2 separate regions of the Ovis aries genome follow, and region 1 is linked to region 2. The links are chromatin contacts, called in public Hi-C maps. All regions are on one chromosome and are shown on one strand. The core of a region is the stretch at or near the end of the contact, and the rest is flanking DNA. Distances in the headings are between cores, read along the strand shown. Region 1 overlaps ANKRD28 (ankyrin repeat domain 28). Region 2 overlaps BTD (biotinidase).

What was found. Hi-C and Micro-C count contacts between places; a contact is called where the count stands out from the background.
Region 1: a Hi-C map of hypothalamus shows a contact between it and region 2, with 4 times the contacts expected there. The contact joins two enhancer-like sites. A contact is called at or near these places in 9 of 16 Hi-C or Micro-C datasets (blood, hypothalamus, liver and 4 more).

Annotation. Positions count from the first base shown.
Region 1 is chr1:273,875,136-273,881,690 of ARS-UI_Ramb_v3.0, reverse strand. The region is part of intron 1 of ANKRD28 (ankyrin repeat domain 28); the gene reads left to right. Among named protein-coding and RNA genes, the nearest start is that of ANKRD28, 71 kb to the left of the region's middle. Within about 2 kb of position 1,455, at least 5 of the 54 cell types and tissues checked have an H3K27ac peak or open chromatin away from gene starts, as enhancers often do. A contact at or near this core is called in hypothalamus, where this site is marked.
Region 2 is chr1:273,689,423-273,696,136 of ARS-UI_Ramb_v3.0, reverse strand. BTD (biotinidase) reads right to left here. Exons shown (of 4, transcript XM_042238630.2): 2 at 4,019-4,289. The coding sequence starts at 4,273. Among named protein-coding and RNA genes, the nearest start is that of HACL1, 39 kb to the right of the region's middle. Within about 2 kb of position 5,341, at least 23 of the 54 cell types and tissues checked have an H3K27ac peak or open chromatin away from gene starts, as enhancers often do. A contact at or near this core is called in hypothalamus, where this site is marked.

The DNA.
Region 1 (6,555 bases), core at 206-2,705, 190 kb before region 2:
GTGGGTCTGAGCTAGGTCCCTGTGGGGGAAGAGTTCAGGAAGATTTTGTGTAGAATGCTTGGAACTTGGCAACTGAGAGTGAGAGGTCAAGCAGGGGAAGTCTTCTAGGCCATCCTTTCTGTGCTCTGGCCCACTGTGTGTATGGCCGTGTCAGTGCTGCCAGCCCACCTGGGGAGTTCAGAACAGAGCCCTTTGAGGGAGTGGGCCAGAGGTGGTAAGTTGAATTTTGCCGTGCTGAGTATGAAATATACAGAATATGCAGGTAAAAAGGCCCATCAAGCATTTGGAAGTTGTACTTGGAGATTAGGACTAGAAATAAAGTCTTGGAAGTATCACATAACTGATGACTCATAGAAATAGATGAGATTGTCCAAGAAGAGATTGAAGACCAAGAGGAAGCAAAGTGGGCTGAAAGGAAAGCCAGTATTTAAGTTTAGAGGGTGGAAGGAAAGCCAAATAAAAGGCACTTAAAAGGCTTAAAAAATAGGTGAAAACCTCACGAAAGTAGCCAGCAGAGAATCCGATAAGCACTACTGATGCCCAGTGCCGCATAGTGAGTGGAGAAAAACGAAGATTCAATAGGCGATCGTCATTGGTGACCTTGGAGCAGTATCGCTTGACCAGCGATTGAGAATGGAGTCTGCCGCAGCAGGGACAAACGAGAGAGATGTGGTAGCTGGTTAGGGAGCCAGAGTTTTCTGGAGGCTAAGAGAAAGGAGCAGAGACTGCAGGGAGGAGTAAAGCAAAGTGATATAAGAAAGGATTGGAATTGGTAAAGGAAAATCTGTTAAGGAGATGGAAATATTTTTTTTAAAAAAAGGACTCTTTCACCTTTTGTGCCTACAGGTTCTTCCTGTCAGATTGCAAAGCCATTGAGATTCGGTATCTGGCGTGTAAGAGGTGTTTAGTGAATGACTACTAAGTAAATGAAACATAAGAGGGGAAAAAATGGAAAATAGGTATTTTAGGGGTAAACCAGAAGGACGTTGAACGAATCTAACTTTGTTGTCTTCTTCTCTGAGTAGAATGCCAAGAGAGAAAGCTTCCCCAGCTTCCTTACCCTGTAGAGCAGATGTGAAGAGCTGGTGTGAGTGGAAGGGAGGAATTCTTGTCATTTCTGGCATCTCAGTTCTAAAAGGGACTTTAGTCAGATGACACTCAGTTCTCACCAACAGAGAAATCCCATTTGCTTCCTTAGCTGCTGATTTAACTTTTCTTAGGTGTGTGGTGTGTGGGAAGAGCCAGGCCTTGGAGACAGATGGGCCTGGATAAGAATCCAGTGTTCTCCACTTCCTAGCTGTATGATTTCCAGTTTTAACTTGTCTAGCTCAGAATTCATCTGTGAAATAGAGTGTATTTTGCAGGCATGTTGTTAAAAATTAAGTACAGATTCAGTGCCTAGAACCATCATAAGGAGGCATTCGGGTGACCTGGGATACTAATCCCTGCCCCATGCGAGCAGCCAGCCTCTTCCATTTTCAAATAAAATGCTAGATTAAAAGCAAAAAGTACAGTCTTCTATTTCCTGCTTGTGATTATTCATCGATGCTGGTTCTCCTTTCAAGGCCTGTGCAGGCCGGCGTCTCTTGGCAGTGGCAGCACTTCACGCAGTTTAGAGCTGCCCCACTGTCTGTGCCTCCTTTTCAGATGGAGCCCTCAGCTTCACTGACCCTGAGGACATGGGTCCACCATCTTCCTGGCTGCCCTTTTTGGATGTTTCTGGTCTTATTACTTTCGGTGCAGTTTGACCTGTGTCTAGTAGTTAGACTTACTTTTCCTAGAGGCGAAAAGTAAGGTTAACGGGAAACATTTTTGATATAAAACTTTCATTTTAATTGGTCAGAAGTAAAGTATAATTTTACAGCTCTGTATTCTAAAGTATACTATTCTTTTTTCTCAATAGCATTCATAAAATGATCACCTTTAATCTTTCTCAAGATAAATTATTTATAACTAATATTTTCCCCCTTTAAAAATCTACAGAACTCTCAAAGTATCTCATAAAGGGAAGAAAACTAAACTACTGAAATAAAACGCCCAAATTTAATTTTCTATATTGTAAATAGCATGCTATTAGTTGCCTACTCACTGACTGTTGCCCACTTCCTTCCCTACAGGCCCCCAGTGTTGTGTGTTTGCCCACCTGTACCCTACACGACTTGGAGAATCCCCTAATTGTGCGAGCTAATCATGGCAGTTCTGTTCTGCCTGCTAGTGAGCCAGGTCTAGTCCCATATCAGGGAATATCTTTGTACCTAAAAAAGGAGACAGAGAAGAAAACTCCCCCTCCTGCTGGGCAACAGTGTATTATTATTTTGTGGCTGTGAAGGGAGTTATTCCAAGGTCCATGCTGAGTCTGGCAGAAAAGCTGGGAGGAGCCGAGGTGTCCTATGTGATAACACTGAGGAACCAAGTGACTCATCCTGGAGCCCCCTTCTTTCACTTCGCTTTGTTTGTGGTGATAAGACTCTATAGTTTATTTTGGTGTAAGACGCTGTTTTAGTTTAGAATAGCCCTAATATTAAACAACAAGCATATTTAATAGTCTCTTGTGCAGAAAACTAGATACTTTGTGGAATGCCCATTAAGATGTAATGGGCTGCGTAATTTTAAGATAACATTACAACTGTATGGGGGTCACAATTTCATAAATATTCTTGCATTAATGAGTGTTCTAATTGTGAACAAGATAGACAAAAAGCTTCTATAAATATAATAACTGACAGTACATTTCACTACTAGTTATTCAAGAATGAGCTAGCTAGTCATTAATTCTGACAGGAACCCCTTCTTCTCACTTAAGTTAAAAATTGACTACATCTAAAGGAATTGACACTTACTCTAAATTAATACTAAGTTATAGGCATGACTTTTTACAGGTTTATCAAGAGCACGAACATCTATTTATGAAGAAAAAAAAAAAAAACCTCCACTGAAACACATTAGAAACGCCCTTTCCTTCTTTCAACAATTGAAGCTGCTTTGTACAATTTTAGATAGCACTCTTTACTAAAGGAAACGAAGGAATATGAAAAATGTCGAAAACTATCTGAGTCATCACTTGGATTTTCAAATAGTTACTCTTAGTGTTTTTGTCTCCACCCTTCTATGGTTTAGAAAGATGTGAATCATCTTTAGCATTTCCCAATGATAGCTACTTTGAAATGGAAGTGGCGTATGCAGCCCCAATTTGTGTGTGAAATGACTAGTGTATACTTCAGCTACTGATTCTCCTGCACTAGTGGGAAATCCCTGAATGGCTCACGTAATTATTGCTTATAAAGGCAAACATTGAGTAACCATAGCAACTTCGTTTTAAACTGGAATTTTTCTTCCTTCAGACTGTAAAGTACAGTAACTTAACGCTGCATTTACCCCAGTGTCACCACATCATAGAAACCAAAATGAATTGCAGATAACTTTTCTTCAGTCTTTTCTTGAGAAAGGCAGAAATTCAGACTATTTAATGTAAAAATTTTATACCCTACTTCTTTGAAATATTGGGCCTCAGTTGTCTTTAGGCCCAGTATTTCTGCTCCATCTTCTTGACAGAGGATGAGATGATATCACTGACTCAATGGACATGAGTTTGAGCAAACTCTGGGAGATGGTGAAAGACAGTGAAACCAGGCTTGCTATAGTCCGTGGGGTCACAAAGAATCGGACATGACTGAGCAACTGAAAACAACAAAGTTGTCTTTGAAACAGTTGCTGAAAGATTATTAATTATGCAAATAATGTTAATTATATTTTAGAGGATGTGTTTATCATGAATCTGGTAAACATAAGCGGTATGCCAGACATGCTGCTAGTTAACATAAATTCCAGCCAAATCTTGTACAAATAAGAGATCAAATAGGATATTTTTCCAAATAATACAATGTAAAAAACTTTAATTCAGTCTGGCCTTCAATCCAGTCTGAATGATAAGACTTTTGCTTAATTTTAAACTACTGGTTGAGGTAATCAAAATTATGAAAGAAATAATCCAACATTATTATTTTTTAAAACTGCTACTTAAATACAGTAATATTTCTACTATCTCCCTTCAGTTCAGTTCAGTTGCTCAGTTATGTCCGACTCTTTGTAACCCCATGGACACCAGGCCTCCCTGTCCATCACCAACTCCCGGAGCTTACTCAAACTCATGTCCATTGAGTCGGGGATGCCATCCAACCATCTCATCCTCTGTCGTCCCCTTCTCCTGCCTTCAGTCTTTCCCAGCATCAGGGTCTTTTCCACTAAGTCAGTTCTTCCCATCAGGTGGGCAAAGTATTGGAGTTTCAAGCTTCAGCATCAGTCCTTCTAATGAATATTCAGGACTCATAACCTTTAGGATTGACTGGTTTGATCTCCTTGCAGTCCATGGGGCTCTCAAGAGTCTTCTCCAACACCACAGCTCAAAAGCATCAATTCTTCGGTACTCAGCGTTCTTATGGCCCAACTCTCACATGCATACGTGACCGCAGGAAAAACCATAGCTTTGACTAGATGGACCTTTGTTGGCAAAGTAATGTCTCTGCTTTTGAATATGCTGTCTAGGTTGGTCATAACTTTCCTTCCAGCGAGCAAGCGTCTTCTAATTTCATGGCTACAGTCACTATCTGCAGTGATTTTAGAGCCCCCAAAATTAAAATCTGACAGTTTCCCCATCTATTTGCCATGAAGTGATGGGACCAGATGCCATGATCTTCGTTTTCTGAATGTTGAGCTTTAAGCCAACTTTTTCGCTCTCCTCTTTCACTTTCATCAAGAGGCTTTTAGTTCCTCTTCACTTTCTGCCATAAGGGTGGTGTCATCTGCATATTTGAGGTTATTGATATTTCTCCCAGCAATCTTGATTCCAGCTTGTGCTTCTTCCAGCCCAGCGTTTCTCATGATGTACTCCGCACATAAGTTAAATAAGCAGGGTGACAATATACAGCCTTGACGTACTCCTTTTCCTATTTGGAACCAGTCTGTTGTTCCATGTCCAGTTCTAACTGTTGCTTCCTGACCTGCATACAGATTTCTCAAGAGGCAGATCAGGTGGTCTGGTATTCCCATCTCTTTCAGAATTTTCCACAGTTTCTTGTGATCCACACAGTCAAAGGCTTTGGCATAGTCAATAAAGCAGAAATAGATGTTTTTCTGGAACTCTCTTGCTTGTTCCATGATCCAGCAGATGTTGACAGTTTGATCTCTGGTTCCTCTGCCTTTTCTAAAACCAGCTTGAACATCTGGACGTTCACGGTTCACATATTGCTGAAGCCTGGCTTGGAGAATTTTGAGCATGACTTTACTAGCATGTGAGATGAGTGCAATTGTGCGGTAGTTCAAGCATTCTTTGGCATTGCCTTTCTTTGGGATTGGAATGAAAACTAACCTTTTTCAGTCTTGTGGCCATTGCTGAGTTTTCCAAATTTGCTGGCATATTGAGTGCAGCACTTTCACAGGATCATCTTTCAGGATTTGAAACAGCTCAACTGGAATTCTATCACTGCCACTAGCTATGTTCATAGGGATGCTTCCTAAGGCCCACTTGACTTTGCATTCCAGGATATCTGACTCTAGGTGAGTGATCATGCCCTCTTGATTATCTGGGTCATGAAGATCTTTTTTGTATAGTTCTTCTGTGTATTCTTGCTGCCTCTTAATATCTTCTGCTTCTGTTAGGTCCATACCATTTCTTTCCTTTATTGTGCCCATCTTTGCATGAAATACTCCCTTGGTATCTCTTATATTCTTGAAGAGATCTCTAGTCTTTCCCATTCTATTATTTTCCTCTATTTCTTTGCACTGATCACTGAAGAAGCCTTTCTTATTTCTCCTTGCTCTTCTTTGGACCCTGCATTCAGATGGATGTATCTTTCCTTTTCTCCTTTGCCTTTTGCTTCTCTTCTTTTCTCAGCTATTTGTAAGGCCTCCTCAGACAGCTGTTTTGCCTTTTTTTTACGTGGGGATGGTCTTGATCCCTGCCTTCTGTACAATGTCAGGAAGCTCCGTACATAGTTCTTCAGGCACTCTGTTTATCAGATCTAGTGCCTTGAATCTATTTGGCACTTCCGCTGAATAATCATAAGGGATTTGATTTAGGTAATACCTGAATGGTGTAGTGTTTTTCCTACTTTTTTCAATTTAAGTCTAAATCTGGCAATAAGAAGTTCATGATAAGCGACAGTCAGCTCTTGGTCTTGTTTTTGCTGATTCTGTAGAGCTTCTCCATTTTCAGCTGCAAAGAATTTAGTCTGGTTTTGGTATTGACCATCTGGTGATATTCATGTGTAGAGTCGTCTCTGTGTTTGCTATGACCAGTGCGTTCTCTTGGCAATATTCTGTTAGCCTTTTATCTGCTTCATTTTGTACTCCAAGGCCAAACTTGCCTGTTATTGCAGGTATTTCTTGACTTTCTACTTTTGCATTTCAGTCCCCTATGATGAAAAGGACGTTTTTTTTTGAGCGTTAGTTCTAGAAGATCTTGTAGGTCTTCATAGAACTGTTCAACTTCAGCTTTTTGGCATTAGTGGTTGGGGCACAGACTTGGATTACTGTGATGTTGAATGGTTTGCCTTGGAA
Region 2 (6,714 bases), core at 4,092-6,591:
CCCGCAACAAAGAGTGGGCCCTGCTCACCGCAGTTAGAGACAGCCTGTGTGCAGCAGTGAGAGTCCAGAGCAGCCAGAAGTAAATAAACAAAATTATTATTAAAAAAAAAAAAAACTCCAAAGACACCTTCAGAAACATCACTTGTATTAGACGCTGGATAATATTTAAGAAGACACCACAGTTTATCCTCTGTTGCTGGACATTTGAGTTGCTCCCAACTTTTTGTAATAAAGAGATAACTGTGGTGCCCATCTGCCTACAGGGTACTCAAAACACTTTCTGGATGAGCACTGTACACAAGTCTTTGATTGGAGCTCTGGTTATTTCTTCATAAATAAAAGCTTTATAAGCATAAAGCTTTATAAGTGAAAATACTGAGTGTCAAACTTAGGAAAAAAATTTAAATTCTTAACATACATTCCCAAATAGCCTTCCAGAAAGATCATAGCAAAATTCAGTCCCTCCAGCAGAAAATGCATTCAGTCATCTTTACTGCATATTCGAAAGGAAAATTCTCGCAAACTTGGAAATAAACAAGATGAAGAGTGTCTGTCTGCATCCGTTGTGTCTGTACATGTTTCCACAGCACAGCAGAGTACTGACTGACAAGTACCTTCGCGGACCATTTATCTAGTGAATGAGCCACTGTTTGCCTTTGCTATTTAACAAACCATCACCCTAAAGATGATGTCTTATTGCCCTGCAGGACTAAAGAATCCGGCTGCAATGCGGGAAACCTGGGTTAAATCCCTGGGTCAGGAAGATCCCCTACAGGAGGGCATGGCAACCCACTCCAGTATCCTTGCCTAGAGAATCCCACGGGCAGAGGAGCCTGGTGGGCTACAGTCCACGGGGTTGCAGAGAGTCGGACGTGACTGAGCGACTGAGCACAGCGCGGCACGGAACAGCATTAGCCAGTTTTGCATCTATTCGCAGATTCATTTCCACATTCATCTGACTGATGGATGCACTCACATCTCTTCCTCGAATTCAAGCAGACGGTGAGCCCTGGGCCCTGGAGGCGTACAGGGCTGGGCGTCGGGTTGGGAACAGAGGAGGAGGGTCACCCACAGAAGCAGCACGCGGCCTGCAAGTCAGATCAAAGCTCTGACACATGCCCGTTCTTCTCTATGTGTAAGAGTCACGCTTCTAACCTCTTCTCTATGTGTAAGAGTCACGCTTCTGTTTGCAAATTACACTTGGGCAAATGCTTTCCTTTATTAAAAACTAATGCTCTGAAAGCACTGAATGGTTACCTCTGGAAAGCAACACTTATGTATATCTATTGATATTAAATTGCATTTCCTAACTACACGCCTGCCAGGAATGAGGACTCAGACTGGAGCAGAGGCAGAACTCGGGGTCTGATGCCTTCTAGGAAGCGCTCTGCACATCTGACAAAGGGCTTGAGCAGTTGCCTGATAGACCAGTGAGCCAAAGAACTCCCGAGGAATTCCGAGTGGCAACCCAGGTGAACTCCCAGCCTGATATCTTTAGCGTGACTCCTGTTCTTCACCGTAAATGCCTTTGTCAAGAGAGCACTCTTTCAGTTGGCCTGCCCTTGTAGCTTGTTTGAATACAAAACTTTGACACACACTTGGCATCAACCTGTCTTAGAGGTGAGTTTAACACATATAGCCATGTAGGGGAGCTAAGATGTCTGTAAATCCTAAAAGTGACCAGATCAACAGCTTTATCCTTGATCCTGGACCACAAGTAGAGATGGAATGATGTCTGCAGCCAGTGTACGTTTAATAAAAACATGTTACATGTTTCATTTGGGTGCAGGTGATGAAAAGGCAGGGATACTGCAGTCACGGTCTCTGGGTTTCAGTACGGCATCTGCCAAATGTCTCAGTGTGGTTTTGTGGGCAGGATGGCGGGAAAGGGGGTGACATTTCAGCACGGTGCAAGCCAACGCCCCCCGTGCAGAGAATGGATCTGTGTCAGGAGAAGGCCTGGGGGCATGGCCTGGGATGTTTTCACACCAACTTCAGGGAAGACTGAGACAAGGTGTGTCCAGGAGCCGTGAAGGACGCGAGTGACGGTGACTGACACGCAGGAGGCCCGTGCGCATCCCCAAGTAGCCCCAGGCTGGGGCGATGAAACTTAATGGCATAGATGGGAGGCTTTGCTATCAGGTTAAATCAGTTAACCTTACACGGATGGCACGGCCTTGGCAGCGTGTATGCCTGTGCGAAAAGGGCTCGGGGGCTACAACTGACAGCAAGTGCCTGGCGAGCCCACAGCGAGATGTAACTGTGAAAAGCTTTTCATCTGGGGACAACACTGTGAATGGAGTCAGGTCTGCTCCGTCCTGCCCTCAACAGAGCTGTGCGCAGTCCAGGGTATGGGGCAGCCCAGGAAGCCTGGGGGGAAGGGCTGGAACCGCCTCTCTCCAGGAGCTGTGGATGGGCCTGGGGACAGATCCCGACGGGCCTGGGGAGAGACTCCCAATGGGCCTGGGGAGAGACCCTCGATGGGCCTGGAGGAGATCCCGATGGGCCTGGGGGAAGATCCTGACAGGCCTGGGGAGAGACCCCCAGTGGGCCTGGGGGAGATCCTGATGGGCCTGGGGGAGATCCCAGCCGTGACAGCGAGGCTGCAATCTGGGGGAGGCAGCGTGGGTGGGTGGGTAGGGTTCAGTCTGTCCTGTTGGGTTCGGAGGACAGGGCGATGGGCGCCAGTGGCATGGAGGCTGACTGTCGCTCATGGAAAGAAAGCTCTTTCCCAGGAGTTTCCACCGTCTCAAGTGGACGGTGAGCTCTGGGCCCTGGAGGCGTACAGGGCTGGGCGTCGGGTTGGGAACAGAGGAGGAGGGTCACCCATCAGAAGCAGGACGCGGCCTTTAGGCGCCCTTCCAACATCAGTGTGCTGTGCTACAGGCTGCACGTCAGAACGTGGCCGGGCAGGGCTGGCCACCCTGTGCAGGGGCGGGCGGCTGCTTGGGCAGGTGGTCTGCCCCCGACCTCACAGGCACGGGGCTCTGCCCCCAGGGGGTCCCCGCCTGTCCCCAAGCGTGGGGCATCCTTCAGCAGCCCCGCTGGTCCTACCCTCTTGGCCCTCCCTCCAGTCAGTACCCCCCTCCTTCCCCGGGACAGAGGTGGCACCAGTCCGCTCTGTCCGCTGGGCTCAGTTCTGTCTGGACCAGGCCCTCGGGCTGCTTGGGGTCTGGCACGGGGAGCAGCAATAAGGTCCCCGCGTCATCAGGAGGCAGCAAACCCGCTCCGGGGCGGCTCCCTGCTTCAGTTAGACTCTGAAAGCCTCTGAGAGCAGGAGAGGCCAGCGGGCGGGCAGCTTTGTGGTGTTTCTGCACTGTCTTCCTACTGCGGGCACCTTTAGGAGAGCCAAGGCCCCCGCCTGCACCCCAGCCCACTCTGTGCGCGTGGGAGCTGCCAGACACCCAGTTGGTTTAGCAGCCCCCACGTGTGATAACCAGGGGCCTGGCCCGCAAGTCCCCCAGGCCGGAGGGATCACCTTGGGATCTTACAAAATTATAGATTCTGACTCTGCAGGTCTAGGATGGGCCCCAGGTTCTGCATTGCTCACGGGCTCTGGCGGGCAGGCTGATGCTGCTGGTCTGCAGACCGCCCTCTGAGTAGCGGGCCTCTAGCTCCCTGATACAGCTCAGTCCTGAGTATTCTTTGGAAGGACTGATGCTGAAGCCGAAACTCCAATGCTTTGGCCACCTGATGTGAAAAACTGACTCACTGAGAAAGACTGTGATGCTAGGAAAGATTGAAGGCAGGAGGAGAAGGGGATGGCAGCGGATGAGATGGTTGGATGGCATCACCGACTCAATGGACATGAGTTTGGGTGGACTCCAGGAGTTGGTGATGGACAGGGAGGCTTGGTGTGCTGCAGTCCATGGGGTCACAAAGAGTTGGACACGACTGAGCGACTGGACTGAACTGAGCCACCTAATTCCTTCAGCTCAGCGCTCTGGGTCTGATTTCCCAGAGGGGCTGCGGGGGACCACTGACCCGGGGCCAGCCCACCCTGTTGAGCACGCCTTGCCTTTCGGGCGGCGGTCGTCACTTGCTGCTCATAGATGTCGAGGTTCCGATGCATGAGCTCCAAGGCCTGTTTGCGGCTGGTGAGGGCCAGCGGGTCGGGACTCAGGAAGGATCGGTGCTCGTACACGGCGGCCACGTAGTGGGCAGCCTGGCGGGGCTCGGCCGGACAGCCCTCCTCGGCCGGGCCACCTGGGATGGCCACAGCCAGGCAGCAGCTACACAGGAGAAGGGCCAGCTGCCGGCCGGCTCTGGACATGGCGCCGCTGGTCAGTCTAGAAGGGGAAGGGATGAGGAGAGAACAGCTGAGGCCAGGATCCTGCCAGGACCGGGACTTCCACAGATTCATTATTCCTGGCAACTAGACGTACCCGCCAGGTTGCTGCAGCTCAAAGGGTTTGCTTCACGTTCCTAATAAAAGGGTGTGTGTTTCTCTCCAAACATGGAGCGAGGGCCCTTTAACAAAATGGCTCACTGTGTTAACCGTCTGGTTTAGAACATTTCCAAAACAGACCCGGTGTTCGCTGCGATTGTTTCCCCAGCAGGACTCTTCTAGCTTCAGGCTTCAGATTTAGGCAATAATAACTAGTCTAACGGTTTTACATCATGCTGTGATGCACCCCCACGCCCCACAGCCTGCCCTCCATGTGCACAGTCACGCTGCAGGTCAACTGTCCATACCGGCTGTGATGGTCGTGGTCCTCAAAGTACACCTCGGCTACCCAAGCCATAAAGCCTGACGCATCACAACTCTCCCTGCTTTTCTTGGGTTGGTAGTGAATATTTATACACTTCTATAAAGGCTTATATATAAGCCTCCCCTTAGCCAGCACAACAGTCTTTAACTTGGTGCAGAGAAACTGCCGACTTCTACTTAAATGTCAGTTTACAGATGGGCTAAAAGAAGTCTGCCATCACAGCACAATTTACCTCACCTCGCCTTGAACTTGAGAACTGCCATCATACACTGTGACTTTTTCTACTTCTGTCTCTGGGATTTCCAAAACTCTTGTTTTTGTTTTTGTTTTTTTTTTTTTAAGCGTACTCATTTGGAAATTAAAATCCTTCAGCAGTAATAAAATGAAACTTTTTGAAGATGAGAATTTTCTGGAAAGGAAACTCAGCTTTCTAGCTCTTACTGTACGAGATTAGAAGTAAATCATATCACTTACAATGACACGTCTGTGTTTTGTGCCTTTTTCCCCCAAGAACAGGAATTGTAATTTTTAATAGTTATGTGTCACTGGGCATTTTTGCACACAGTTCTGCCTTGAAAATTGACCTGGCCTGGCAGCCAAAGCCCCTCCTCTGGCCCACAGACTTGCTGGCTGGTGCCAAGGCCGGGCCCCGTGCTCGGCGGAGATGTGCCCAGGCTGACCAACCACCCAGGAATCCAGCTAGACATCAAGACAGCAAAAACGGATCAAGAAACCATGTTCTGCTCCTTAATGAGAAAATGACGTCCCGCCCAAGTCTGACTCAGAGCCCCGGTGCTTGCATTCCAAAACCAGACTCTCCAGGCGCCGCAAATTTCCTTTTCTTGCAAAAGTTCCAAAAACAAAAGCAACCGTAACTATTTTCAGCAGCGGCCCGGGCTCCGGGTGCTCCGTCAGAACCCCGGACTCAGAGACTGCTCTGGCCAGGCGGCACGCCTTTCCCCCCCTGCCCTGGCCCCTAGCAAACTGCTCCTCCTTCCTTGGGGAATAAAGGGTCCACCCAAATGCCAGGCCCCGGCGCGCTGCCGTGTAGGGAGGTCAGAACAAGGGGCCTTTGAGCCCGAGTTCAGGAGCTTTTGAGCAGAAACAGAAGTGCAATTGATAAGCTTTCTTACTTGAGTTTTGTTTCTGAAGATCGGCAAGGAATAATTTTTAAAGTCTCAAAATCTGTTTAACATTCCAGCTCTGGTTTCAGAATGATGATAATGGAGAGTGGTTTGTGGGGGGATACGTTCGATTCAAAGTCACATTCACAATGTAAGGCCATGGCCTCCCTGAGTGAGTGAGTGAGTGAGTGAAAGTCGCTCAGTTGTGTCTGACTCTTTGCGACCCCATGGACTGTAGGGTCCATGGAATTCTCTAGGCCAGAATACTGGAGTGGGTAGCCGTTCCCTTCTCCAGGGGATCTTCCCAACCCAGGGATCGAACCCAGGTCTCTCCCTAAGAGGGAGGAAAATGAGGCCTGTGATGGGGGTGCGTGGGGGGCAGATGACCCGGGGCCGGGTGGGGGCAGGTCAGGAGGCCCTGGAGCGAGGGTGCTGTTGCAGGGCCCTCCCTTCTCAGCTAAGGGCTGCCCACCACTGATGGGGGACGCAGAACCTTTGTTTACGTCTCAGGGACTGCAATCCGGCAAAGCAAGGACCTCGCAGAATTGGCACGGTATCACCTTCCTTTCTATTTTGAGAAAATAAATTTAGATTCTTTACAAAAGGAGCCATCATTTCTACGTGAACAGAGGTCAGTCAGGAATGCACGGTTAGGCAGATTCAGCCAGGTAGTCACGCTCCAAAGGAAGTAAGCCTACTGAGGCGGCAGAGAATGAGTGATTCGAGTAAAAGTAGGCACCACAGTGTCCCTGCTGCAGAGGGTGCCACCGCAGACATTTTAACCGAATCCTTCATGTGGCAGGAGCTCTGAAAGGCAGGGCTGGGGGGTGGCCAGGATGCGAGGGCCCCAGAGTTGGCTCGGGAGCCATACCCGTGGC